4 separate regions of the Mus musculus genome follow, and regions 2, 3 and 4 are each linked to region 1. The links are chromatin contacts, called in public Micro-C and promoter capture Hi-C maps. All regions are on one chromosome and are shown on one strand. The core of a region is the stretch at or near the end of the contact, and the rest is flanking DNA. Distances in the headings are between cores, read along the strand shown.

Region 1 (3,081 bases), core at 349-2,848:
TCAAGTAGTTTCTGTGGGACAGTCTTGCCTGGTGTTAAAACTGTTCTCCCTCTGGAGATCTGGGTTTTGTTTTTGTTTTTGTTTTTTATGTGTGCGGTGTCTGATGCCTGTAATTTTGGCACTTAGGAGGCAAAGGCTGAGGGTCTGGAGTTCAGGGACACACACCCTCAGCTGTGCAGCCAGAGTTGTATGAGACCTTGACTCAGAAAGAACAAACACAGGAATAAGTGTTGTGTACTCACCTAGAAATATGTAAAACATCTGTCAGATTGAAGGATTTAAAAAAACCAAAGACTGTACATCTCTCATTCCTGCCACCTCCTGGCTCAGAGCCTGAAGGTAAATATTCTGGACAGATAATCGGCCGCAATTGCTTCCAGAGCCCTGTTTGTTGACCTATCTAGCTATGGACTAAGTGGTAAATGCCAGGTGCAGGCCTCTGCTGACCACCGGTTGCTAGGACACCTGCGACTGAGATGAACTGATGGGGCCCTAACGGAGGCCCTGGGGCTAATATGGCTTTGAAACCCACTTTCCTGGCTCTATGTCAATTATAGGGTTTGAACAGCTTTGGAAACCTCGTGAGAACTTTGCCCCAACCTACCCACAAAGCTCTGTTCCCATACCAGGCAGAGCTGTAGACTTCTGTTCCCGTTACCCACCTGCTGAGAGAGATTTTCTGGTGCAGCAAGAACCCACGTTCATAGGGCCAAGGCAAGCCAGCCTCGAACCACTCGCGACAGCGTAGCACTGGCGAGATGCAGGCGGCGCCAGTCACATAGCTGGAGGAGCCACACTCCCCCAAGTAGGACAGCAGCAGCGCGGACCCTGAACCCTCGCTCACCGCGAACAGGGGGGCCGCCGGGTGTCGGAAGCGAATGTAAGTCACCGCCTCCTTGAGGTCGGACGGGTCCCCGAAAGGCTGTAGTCTGGGGCTGACTAGCGGGCAACCGTGGTGGCCGCGGCGATGGAAGATGACCGGGTAGTAGCCGCGCTCCAGGGCGAGCAGGCAGAGCCCCAGTACATTGCGAGTGAGGCGTCCCCATGCATTGGGGATTACCAACAGCACTGGAGGGAGGCTCCCAGGGTTGGTGACCCGGCGGCCCCTGGCACAAGGTCCTATGACCCAATCCAGAGCCACCAGCCCATCATCTGCCAGCTGCAGGTACTCACGGGCTAGCTCAGGCCCGGGCCCGACTGGCAGGATGAAGTGGCAGAAGGTTTGCAGGTGGGGTCCCGACAGCCAGGAGCGGGGGCTGGGTTCCAGCGCCGCCGAGCGTCGCAGAGCGCGCAGCAGGCACTGGGCCAGCGCCGACGGCTTGCAAATGAGGCTGCAGCCTCCGGGGAGCGCTTCGCGCCGGTCGCTGAACTGATCCGCGGGGCCTCCGCTCGCCACCTCCTGCTCCTCGTGGTCCCGGACTGAGGTTCGCGCTCCGACAGCGCGCTTCCAGGGTCGCAGGAGGAGCAAGGCGAGCGCCGCCAGTAGCAGCGCTAGAGCGGCCGCCCACGGAGGCATGGCCTGGCAGGACAGTCCCCGGAGGGAGGCACTGGGCTGCGGGGAGCGGAGCTGTCCTCTCGTCGGGCTCCTCGTTCTGTCCGCGCGGCTCCGCCCGGCCGCCCGTGGCTGTCAAGAGTCCTCCCAAGCAGGAGGGCGCGCGCGCTCCGGATTGGTCGTGGTCAGGAGGAGACAGCCAGTTCGGGTCGAGCTCCCCTCGCCCGCCCCCCCACTCCCGCCCCCAGCCCTTTGTACAGCGATTGCGACAAGCTGGAGCAGAGGGTGAAAGAGAGCCGGGCCACAAAGCGGGAGCGAGGACCTGAGGGCCAACCAGAGAGAGCGGAACAAGGAGTGCTAGGAAAGGATTGGGGAGGGGGTGAGGCTGGAGGCCTGGGTGAACGGGAGGTGCCTGCTTCTACCCTTGCCCTCAATGAAGTCTGGCTCCAGGGGAGACCCTGGGTCACTGCACCCTCAGGATCCGCTATTGAGGAGTAGCAAAAAAGCAAGAAGGGAGCAAAGCGCTGATCCCTCGCTGGCTTCACTTTCCCCACTCGCTGCTGCCTTTGCAGCTAGAGACGTGTTATCTCTCTCTCCTTCGCCTGGCCCTGCCGCCCAGCCAGGACCAGCAACTGGGCGATAACTCAGTAGGGCTGGGACTCTGCACCTGGCCAGAGGCAGACTGAAGCATCTGACCCTGACCACGAGTTTGAGGGAGGTGGCTGTCGTTTCTCTGGAGGGCATCCGGGCACTAGCCGGTAGACACTTGTGGCCTTCCCAGCCCACCCCCAAGGACGCTTTCCAAGAGTTAGGCGTCTCCACTACTTATCAAGAAGGACTGTAGGAAAGGAAAGAGGCTCGAGTCTGGCCGAATATGTTGAGGGAGAGGATTAAGGGATGCTTAGCCCCGCGGTGGGGCTTTGGTAGAGAGAAGTGTGGTTCTTTAGGTCAGATCAACATCTGGTCATTTCTGCAGGGGTGGGTGAAATAAGTCCGGGCACATGGGAGAGGCCTGAAATAACTATTTTTTGATGTATTTCAAACCTAAAAAGATTTGTTTAGGGGTGTGTGTATGTGTGTGTGTCTAGGTCAGAGGACAATCTGTGGGAATCAGGTCCCTCCTTCAATCACTTAGGTCCACAGATTAAACTCTGGTCGTCAGGCTGGCGGCCAGCACCGTTTCCCACTGAGCCATCTCGCAGGCCTGTTTCAAACTTTTGATTGGGCGTCAATCCTTAGCTGGATTTCCTTTGCAGCGCTCCCTTGCAAGGGAGGCCGAGCTGAGCACTGTAGCTCCTCGGACCAGTGTTTCCTTGGGCAAAGGAGAGCGGGAATCAAGAAAGCTCTGGCTTCTTAAGGCTTCTGGGCCTAAGACCCTCCCAAAACAGCTCGGGGCTCAGTTCTTATTATTAGCGAGAGCAGGACTGGAGCAACGTGAAGGTGAAGCGCTAGAGCCGGGACCTTCTCTCTGGGACAGCTAGGATTTCATAATTCCGTGTTGAGCGGGTTTGCCAAAAGAGCACACAAGTCTCCACCTGGGTCACCCGGTCCTTAAGGATCTCACTTCCTGCCCTTTGCGGGGTTCCAAG
Region 2 (3,378 bases), core at 658-3,157, 2.6 Mb before region 1:
ATGTGTATGCCTGGTACTCTCAAAAGCCAGAAAAGACGGTCAGATTCCCCATGACTGGAATCAGAGACAGTCCTGAGTTACCATGTCAGTGCTGGGAATCTAACCTGGCTCCCCAGGAGGAACAATCAAAGCTCTTAACCACTGAGGCATCTCTGTAGTTCCTTCCAAACTTTACCTGCAAATATAGTATTCTGTTCTATCTTTTCAGCAACTCTTGTCCATATATTTATTAGACTCTCCTCCTACTCCTATCCTTAAGTTTGTCTTTCCTACTTTGTCCTACTGTTTTCTACTCGCATGGTTAATGCCTTAATTCATTTAGCAGATACCAACTATTTACTAAGTATTAGGCTATGTTATCTTTAGGATAAAAACAGCTCTTCTGGCCACTCTCTCCATTTTTCTTTCAAAAGGGCTTCCTTCTATTTTCTTTACTTTCTTATTTTATTTATTCATTTTTTGTTTGTTTGTTTGTTTGAAGATTACGGTTTCTCTGTGTAGCCCTGGCCATTGTGGAACTCAGTCTTTAGGCCTCAAACTCAAAAGATTTACCTGTCACTGGCTGGGACTAAAGGGGTTTGTCACCACTGCCCAGCTGTTTTCCTTATTTTCAAGTATTCTTTTATTTCTTCTTCTCCTCTCTTCCTTCCCCTCCCCACTTTATTTATTTATTTATTTATTTATAGACCAGGCTGGCCTGGAACTCCCCCTCCCTACTTTTGAAAGTGTCTTTTTTTTTTTTCCAGACAGTGTTTTATATCACTCACGTTTCTCCCAGACTCACTACGTAACAACCAGATAACTGTTCTGAGTTCCAGATCTTCCCAAGAGCTGGGAGTAGAGGGTATGCCCCTATGTTTCGCCCATGTGGGAAGAACAGTCTGACCTGGAACATCTTCGATCTGGCCTCTAATACAGATCCATTGCATAATCCTGAGACAATCCTGTACCGTGTCTGATCCTGCTGAGGACAATTTACACACCTTGGGCTTATGGCTCATTTAAGGACTCAAATCCAACCAGTTTTAGTGTGGCTTTTCAGCAGATCACTTTTTACCGTTTTAATAGTTTGGGGGGAAAATTACAAAGACCATGTTGTGACACGTGAAAGTTATTATGCCATATCTAAAATTCTGTATTGAAAGGTTTATTTTTACATCCTTGTTGTCCAATCTGCCTTTTTTGCTCCCCATTCCAAGCAACCCTCCTTCCCCGGCCTCTCTTAGGGCTGAAACACAGGAGCAAGCGGCTCCTCTTGTTTTTACTATACATGGTCACACCCATTTACTTAATACAGCGAAACATACACTTTATCACATGCCAGCAGATATTTATCGGGAGGCCCTTACCGAAGAAAACGTGCCATCATTCGCCTTGGCCTTCTGCCAAGATTGCTGTACAGCTGGTCATCACTTGGGCCTCTCTCTCTCTTTCACCTCCCTCCTAAGAGTATCTAGGTAGTGGCGCCTGGGTCAAGTATCCTCCCAAAATTCCCGCCTCAGCTGGCATTTACTAGGAAGGTAGTACAGCGACGATTTAAGGCCCAGAGCTGTAGCCTCGGCCCTGGAGATCATGCACTGAGTTTAGGAGAGTAGATCCCCCCTCTGTGTCCCTCCACTTCCTCCACTGTGCAGGGCAGATAAGTAGTGCAGTAAGATAAGAAGTGGGAAGCACTTAGAGACGTGTTCACGTGTTTCTACTCTAGCCTCCACTTGTTTCCTGAGGAAGTGTCCAGGCGGGCGCAGCAAAGAGGCCGGAGGAGGAGCTGAGCAGACGGCGCAGCAGGTTTCACTCACTCAGACCAAGGCGCCATTAGTGCCTGTGTCCCCCCCACCCCCACCCCCCGGCGTCTGTCAATCAAGCGGCAGCGGGGGCGGGGCGTGAAGGACAGGGCAGGGCGGGGCGGCGCTTCCGCTGCGCGAGGCCGCTCGGGGTCGCTCGCGGGAGCTAGGCGCAGTCGGGAATCCGGCGGGCCGCGCGACCAGATGAAGGGCGCGATGGAGCCGGAGCCCGAGGTGCTGCTTCAGGAAGCCCGCGAGAACGTGGAGGCGGCGCAGAGCTACCGGCGGGAGCTGGGCCAGCGGCTGCAGGGGCTGCGGGAGGCGCAGAGGCAGGTCGGAGGGCCGCTGCGGGCCTTAGAGGGCGCGGGCCGGAGGGTGGGCGCGCGCGGCGGGGGCGCCCCGAGGCTCAGCAGAGGAAGTGGGTCGCAGACCTGTGGGAGACGTGACATGGGGAGGTGGGTCCTGCAGAGTTCTTCAAGGGAAAGATAAGTTTGGCGGACTGAGAAAGAGTTTGGGGAGCGCTCCTGAGCCGCCTCGCGGGGCACTTGGTGAGCGTAGGGGTGGTGTCCGAGGATGAACCACGGGAGCAAAACCCGAGGGATCGCAGAGTGAAGATCGGAAAAGAGAGTTGGGAGGAAGAGGGCATAGTCAGGGGAAACCTGCGACAGATAACTCGGTTTAGAAAGCCTGAGGGCACTGACCTGGGGACAGTAAAGGTGGAGACGAAGTAGAGGGAGAGGGAAGAAGTAAGGAGAAATGGAGAGGTTGAGCAGCAGTGACCTTAATGCCGAATGAATGGGGACGGGGGGGGGGGGGGGTTGTTATTTGAACATCTCACAAGATCCCGAACGCCTTGAACAACCTTTTAGAGTAATCTCTAGACAGGCTAGAACTGAAGGTGAAGGATGTTGAAGGGCAGAAGGAGCAAAACAAGATGTTTCAGGGAGGGTATACAAAGGTGAAGGGAAATGGAAAAACAGATTTTAAGAGAGGACTGGTAATAGAAGAGGCTAAATACACTTTCAAGTACTGCAGTTATCTCTCCACAAGGAAAGGTCGAACAGAGATAGCGGAAAGCCACATGGCTCCTCTCCACTCTCAAAGGTATACAGAAAAAGATATAAGCCCCTGCTAATGCTAGATAAGATAGATAATCCTCACATTACTATTAAGTGCTTTAGTTAATGCTTTTTGAGGAAATGGAAATTCATTAGAATTTCTCTAGGCCTAGTTTTGTAGGGTACCGTCACACTGGTAACTCCAGTGCTGCTGTGCCGAAGCAGAAAATGGTGAAGTAGTGCTGCGATAATCTTCGAATATTGTCATTGCTAATAATTTAAACCTCTCTAGAGCTGGTGTAGGCCAGGCATCAACAGTTGAGCTAGAACTAGGATCAGAATCCAGATACGACTTATGATTTAAACCTGATTTGGTGAATACTTTCAAGGTCTTCCAATGCAGACATCTGGATTTCCTTTGGAAAGAATCTGCATTATTCCTTCTGCTATTTTGAAATAAATGTTGAAAATCTAGGATTTAAAAAAAAAAGGTTTAAAATACCCTCTTTTATATAGTACTGCTTAGTCTGTGAATTTCA
Region 3 (3,101 bases), core at 552-3,051, 3.0 Mb before region 1:
TTCAAGAGAAACAATACCCAGAAAAGGGCTGATTCCTCCAGGGCCACCAGCCATGGGCCCCAGCTCCGATCATGGGACAGTGGGAAGCCTCATCTACCCTGGATCCATCGTGGGTACAGGTGACATGGGCAAGTCAGTCCCTTGAGTCCCGGAAAGTGAGTGGTCAGCAGCCGAAGTGGCTCTGAATGCATCTTTTGGGTTCGCGCAAGGTTCATCAGTTCGAAAGTCCCCAGAGTTCTTGAAAGGGCTAAAAAAAAACCCCAAGGAAAGAACGTGGGAAGAGGCCCTTGGTGGCTCTGCTAGACACATACTGTACACAAAACTTGATTCTTTTAGTAATAAAATTTAAAAACAAGTGGAATCCTTGAGCCAGGATACCGGCTACAGGGGCTCACCGATCCAGCCCCAGGAGGAGTCGCTTCTTGTCCTCCTGACCGCTCTCATTCTTCAAGTCAGAGAACACTTGTGTGAAATAGTGTGGGTCGGCATTGATCTGCAGCATCTTGGAGCTCATGAGGTTGATAACTGAGAGGCAACGGTCCCAAAAGGCTTCCTTACAGCTCTCTACCAGGAAGGGCTTGAGCGGGTAGGAGATCTCATTGCCCATGTAGGAATAGGAGAGGTACAGACAGGTCAGCAGGACAGCCTGGAGCTCATGGTCGGAGCCCACCTCAGAGGAGATGACATCCCTGCAGAGCATGTAGAGGAAGACCACATTGGCCGGTGTGATGAAACCCTGGTCCTGCCAGCCCTGCAGAAGCAGGGAGCGGTCCACGCTGCGCAGCCAGAGCACGGGGTCCGTTGGGGACAAGTGCTTCAGGCGGTAGCACCGGCGGCAGAGAAACTCACCCAGGCAGCGCAGCAGCTCACTAGTGGACGCCTGGACGATGACCCGTTTGGGTGTCCCTGCAGAGGTGATGGCAGGGTGCGGGGCCTTCTTGACAGAAGAGGAGACCCCAGTCTGGGAGCCAGAAAGCTGGCTGGCTGGGGGTGCGGGCGGCTGAGCCGGCGGGGGCTGGGCGAATGTGGACAGGTTGGCACAGGACAGCGACTTCTTCAGGTTCTCATTGTTGAGATGCGCGATGTTGCTCTGGTAGCTGCTGTTGGGCTGCGCCTTCTTGGAGTTCTTCTTCTTCGCTGACACCGCCACGATCCTCTTCCAAGGCAGCACCGAGATGATGGAGTGCCGCTTCAGGTTCTTGTCCTTGGCGTTCTTGCTGTTCTGCACGGCCGTGTAGTGGCCCACGGTGGCCGCGCCATCCTCAAACAGTGTGGCCTTCCGATAGCTGGGGGATAGGGACAGCACCGTGCCCATGGTGCCACTGCGCGCCCGGCAGGGGCCGGCACCCCCGCGCGCCCAGCCTGCCGGCTGGAGGGGGGTAAAGGCTTACCGAGCCTGTAGCGGCCGCAGAGAGAAAGGAGGCGCTCCCGGGACACGACGCGTTTAGTCCTGCGGATCTGCGTGGAAAACAAGATGGTTCTCAGCCCCGGGCGGGGCTCCACGCCGCGCCCCTCCGCTCGCACTTCCGAGGCCCGAACCCCCGGGCTGCGGCCCCGTCGAGCCCCAGCCTGTGCTTCCACTGCGGCACCGGTCAAAGAGCCGCAGTGGCCTCCGCAGCAGGAATCCAACCAGGCCGCGCACACGGCCCCGGTCCGCGCAGGCTTACCCGCAGTCAGGCAGGCTCCCGCGGCAGGCGCAGCCGCTGCGTCCCAGGCCCTCCGCAATGCGCGCCGCGGCCCGGGTGCTCGACTCGGCGCGGCGGCGGCTCCCTGCTTCTGTCCAAGGTTCTGCAGACGCCGCGGCCCCGCCCCCGCCCGGCCCCCGCCTGCGTCTCCGCCGCGAGCCCGCCGGCCCCGCCCCGCCCCGCCCCGGCGCGCGCCTTGCAAGCCGCCTCTCCGGATCGCGCGCGCGGTCCACACGCCCGCTCGGTCTCGCCGCCAGGTCGCCGCCACTCGCGTCCCTCAGCGCGAGCGGCGCACGGTGGCGCCTCTAGTGGGCGCGCCCATTACGGGACACGGCGCGGGCGGCGGGAACGCGCGAAGCCGGGTCTCCACCTGGAAGGTGCCTGCGCCGCGCGCGGAGCCCGGCCTCGTGAGCTCCGGCGCCGCGCAGCGGAGCTCTCCAGGCGGGAGGGCGGGCGGGAGGGCGAGGGGGCGGGCGGGGCGGAGGGCGGGCCCCGCCCAGACACGTGCTGCCTTTGTTCCCGCCGCGGCCCCCTTGGCAGAGGCTGCGGGCGGTGCGGAGAGCTGGCCCGGGCGCTGGAGAAAGGAAGAGCCGCAATCAGCATCAGCGTAAAAGCCCGGCACCCATTAAGACTCTAGGAAAGCCAGGCCAGAAGGATGAGGGCGGCCTAGAGATCCTATCACGGAGGCTGTCAAAATTGAAGCTGCTGCGCCTTTAGGCCAGTTTCTTATTTGCCCATTTTAAAACTTGATGACAGTAAAATTGCAAGAAAATCTGGTTCTGACTACCGACACATAGTTCACAATCAGCCTCCATGTCCTTCACAAAGGCCACTGCCGAATTACAAGTCATTCATTCTGGACTGGTTCTGGAGACCCAAATTGTCAAATAAGCCAACCTGTATCTTAACTCAGACTCCCAACTCCGAACCTGAGAGAATTCCTGAAAACACCCAAAACAAGAATCTTGTTGAGGTCATTAGGCTTAAGTACTTCCAGGTTAGGGACCAGGGTGACCAGAGAGGTAAGTGCCCTGCCCTGTTACCACCCCACCCCACCCCCCAAAAAAAGTTTTTCCAGGACCTTACCAAGCACACAGGATGGCTAGCTTCGCTGTGGCCCCTTCCTAACAATGTTTCTCATAGAACAGAGTGGTACCTGCTATTACTAGAACACAGCACCTGACACTGGGTAACCTATAAACGAAATAATGAAGTGTTAGCTCACAGCTCTGGAGTATGGTCCAGAGCCAGTAGTAGGACGTGCTGTGGTGAGGATGGAGACTTCAACTCAAACCGGGAAGGGGGAGAGTAAATAATTACATTGGGGGACGGGGAATGAAGGCCAGTGTCACACTGGCTTTCTAACAACTCTGCTCAAAATTAATCCATGACTTGGAACCTTTCCTTGAGACACAG
Region 4 (3,298 bases), core at 183-2,682, 2.5 Mb before region 1:
TTTGTATTAAATTCCAATAAGAATTTCACGAAGAATCAATGAAAATGAAGGAAGAGTATTAAAACAATGTAAAACGTCTTTCCAAGCACAGCTGATACCAAAGCCCATAACATATGCCACGGATATAGTGTAAATAAAGAGATTCAACGGCAAAGCTGACTTCATTCAAGTTGCCGTAAAATACCCAGCTAGAAGATTGCTAAATTCCACTATCTACACAAAAGAGGTGCAAAACCATCAGGATATAATGCCCACTTAGTAACAATTTTATTTATAGTCATAATGTTTATAAATTCTATTGTTTGTTTCCAGGCACTGTGTGATCCCCTTTCCAAAAAAGTCAGTTTCGCCCTCCACGCATCTTTTAAAACGAAAAACCGGGATTTAAAAAAAAAATGTTCTGGAATTAAGAAACAACTCCAAGGTTGTCCACGGAGAGGACGCTTGCCCCATTCTGTCTCTCTCAGTCTACGCACCCATAAAATGGGCGGAAAGGTTTGAAAAGCTTAAAAGGTTTCAAATGCTGCGTGTTCACTCACACGCAGCCAGAGTGGGTACGAACGCATTTCAGACCCATGACAATTTCCTCGGCTTTACAACACTCATCTCCGGACAGGCTGTGTCTCGTCCCCCCGAAACCTACAACTATAATCCCTGTACTTGTGGAGTAAGGAAGACACAAACGAAAACACCAACTCGTCTCGGGATCTATATGCGCTCAGTTCAACCGTCACGTCCCCACCTCCAAGGCTGCTCTGAACCTGGGGGCCCCGGGGCGACCCTTCCGGGAGTCAGGGACCTGCTCGGGACCCCGGCGTTCCCCAGCGAGTCCTCCCTCCACTCCCAAAGCAAGTGGACTCTCCGAGAACCCGGCGGAGTGCCCCGTGCCCCGAACGCCGGAGAGGGGCACCCCTGCCCTCGAAGCCGCTCACACTCACTCTCAAAGGCCTGGAGGAAAAGCTCGTGGTCAGCCTGGACGTGCTCCATTTTCGGCTTCTTCACCGGCAACACCGCGGCCCCCGCCGCCGCCGCCGCGGCCGCCGCCGAGGAGGAGGAGGCCGAGTAACTGCCGCCGCCTCCACAGCCCCCGCCGCCGGATTTGCCGCCCGAAGCCGCCGCCGCCACCGCCGCCGCCGAACCCCCGAAGCCGCCTCCCCCGGACCCCGCGCTGGGCCCCGAGCCGCCCCCTCCCCCACCGCCGTGCTTCTGAGGCGCCATCGCGGTTCCTGCCTCCTCCCCCCGCCAGCTACCCGCCGGGCGGCCCCGGAGAGTGAGCGCGCCTGCTACACCAACCGCTCGCCCCAGCAGGCTCCAGCGGACCGAGGGGGGAAGGAGGAGAGAGGGGAGGAGAGGGGAAGGGAAGGGAGGAGGAGAGGAGGGAAGGAGGGAGGAAAAAAAAAAAGTGTCTCCTCCGAGCCCCGCTCCGCTTCGGAGGCCGCTCACCCTACCCTGGCCTCGCTCCGCCCACTTTCCCCGCCCGGCGCTCTGATTGGCCGGCGGGAGCGCGCGCCGCCGGGCCGCCCAGCCCGTTGGTCCGCAGAGTCCCCCGTCAGTCACGCGGAGGCGCTTCTCGCGGAGGCGCGGCTTGGTTGGCCCGTGCGCGCTGCCGACCGCGGGCCCGGACGCCTCTTTGAACTGAATTCGCGGGAAAATGAGGGGTCGGAGCGGCCTTCCTGCTCGTCCCGGTGCATTGTGGGCAGAGGGGGACTCGCGAGCGGCTTTGGGAGCCGTTTCTCGCCTTGAGAGCTTCGTCAGTCGCCGCCCCCAGGGGGGCAGAGGTCCCCTGGAGAGAGAGGCGGGTGACTGAGAAACTGAAGGCGAAGGGGCCTTTGAAAGGAGCGGAGGTCCACCGCGGATCCCGAGACTGTGTGGTCTCAGGAAGTGACCTGCCCCGGGGGTGCTGTGTGCTCAGTCTCATCTCCACTGAGGCAGGAGGAGATCGGATCCCCTGGCCGCCACGTGCCCCAAGCCACCCATGGCCGAAATCCCCTAGCGCAGCCACTGGGTTGTCGGACGTGAAGGGCTCGCCTACGAAAGGGAGCGACCTATTTTGTGGCGGCCGTTTCTCAGAAATTAAGGAGACTTGGTTTTGTTTTGTTAAGTGATGTGAGGTTTTGGGATTCTGTGGAATTGGGTTGTGGCTTCTCAACACGATGCGAGCAAAGTAGATACTTCATTTTCTCTGAGACAAATAGGTGATTCGAAGTAAAGACATTTCTTGAAGTTTTATTTATTGTACTGCCAAAAGCTTGTGAGGAACGCTGTGTTTTGAGTGTCTTGTTTAAAAAGATAGATAAACTGGGCGGTGGCGCACGCCTTTAATCCCAGCACTCCAGAGGCAGAGGCAGGCGGATTTCTGAGTTCAAGGCCAGCCTGGTCTACAAAGTGAGTTCCAGGACAGCCAGGGCTACACAGAGAAACCCTGTCTCGAAAAACCAAAAAAAAAAAAAAAAAAAAAAGATAAACAGACCCGACCTAAGTCTGTTGGTACAAATTGGCTTACTCTGAATAACTTGGATTTCAAGTTAGACAAAATAACCAGCTTATATTGCTTATATTTTAACTTTCTAAAAATGTTTTTATGCTCGGTGGTGGTGGCACACACCTTTAATCCCAGCACTTGGGAGGCAGAGGCAGGCAGATTTCTGATGCGAGCCTGGTCTACAAAGTGAGTTCCAGGACAGCAAGGGCTATACAGAGGAACCCTGTGCCTAAGTCTACACCAAGGTCGTATGCTGCGGTCCTTACAGCCAAAAGAGGATGTTGCCTCTCCTGGAAATGGAGTCACAGGTGGTTGTGAGGCCTAGGGTGGGTGCTAAGAATCAAATAGAGATCTCTGAGAGAGCAGCCAGTGCTCTCAACTGCAGAGCTGTAAGTCCAACCCCACGTTATGTTTTATATTAAGAAGAAACTTTAGAATGCTCTCATTATACTAGTCTGTATTTAAGAATATTTCTTACTGCAAAATAGGTATATGGTGGGTTTTTTTCCCCCTTATGTTTCTGAAGAACGTCTCTGATGAATGCCACCCCACCGAGGTTTCTGGAGTTTTAGCTGCGGTATTGCTTTATAGCGTTAGGAAATTCAGTCAGGGTCTGAATAATTAAATTACTCTAAGCAAATCCAAAAATATCGCATTACAAACTAGAGTGCTAATTTAACTATGTGACAACTATATAGCTGTCAAAATGTTCCCTCTTCATCATTTGTCAGGGTTCAGTTGTAGGGAGGGAGAGGACGGAGGGACAAATACAGTCAAATAACCAAGTGAAAGATTATCATGAATGTTTGATGAAAG

Evidence for each region. A called contact is a pair of places that touch in the nucleus more often than the background predicts. Capture Hi-C pulls out chosen DNA fragments and counts their contacts.
Region 2: a contact with region 1 is called in a promoter capture Hi-C map of adipose tissue, with 2.7 times the contacts expected there. The contact joins the promoter of Crlf3 here to the promoter of Abhd15 in region 1. A contact is called at or near these places in 1 of 39 promoter capture datasets (liver) and 2 of 9 other capture datasets (adipose tissue and liver).
Region 3: a contact with region 1 is called in a Micro-C map of embryonic stem cells, with 5 times the contacts expected there. The contact joins the promoter of Cdk5r1 here to the promoter of Abhd15 in region 1. A contact is called at or near these places in 1 of 484 Hi-C or Micro-C datasets (embryonic stem cells) and 1 of 9 other capture datasets (liver).
Region 4: a promoter capture Hi-C map of liver shows a contact between it and region 1, with 2.2 times the contacts expected there. The contact joins the promoter of Suz12 here to the promoter of Abhd15 in region 1. A contact is called at or near these places in 2 of 39 promoter capture datasets (liver and pre-B cells) and 1 of 9 other capture datasets (liver).

The regions. Positions count from the first base shown.
Region 1 is chr11:77,513,634-77,516,714 of GRCm38.p6, reverse strand. It overlaps Abhd15 (abhydrolase domain containing 15), which reads right to left and starts at 1,598. Exons shown (of 2, transcript NM_026185.4): 1 at 663-1,598. The coding sequence starts at 1,516. It also overlaps a transcript of Trp53i13 not described here.
Region 2 is chr11:80,079,520-80,082,897 of GRCm38.p6, reverse strand. Crlf3 (cytokine receptor-like factor 3) reads left to right here and starts at 1,907. Exons shown (of 8, transcript NM_018776.2): 1 at 1,907-2,114. The coding sequence starts at 1,986.
Region 3 is chr11:80,475,723-80,478,823 of GRCm38.p6, reverse strand. It overlaps Cdk5r1 (cyclin-dependent kinase 5, regulatory subunit 1 (p35)), which reads right to left and starts at 1,801. Exons shown (of 1, transcript NM_009871.3): 1 at 1-1,801. The coding sequence starts at 1,315. The coding sequence ends at 392.
Region 4 is chr11:79,991,240-79,994,537 of GRCm38.p6, reverse strand. Suz12 (SUZ12 polycomb repressive complex 2 subunit) reads right to left here and starts at 1,432. Exons shown (of 16, transcript NM_199196.2): 1 at 939-1,432. The coding sequence starts at 1,218.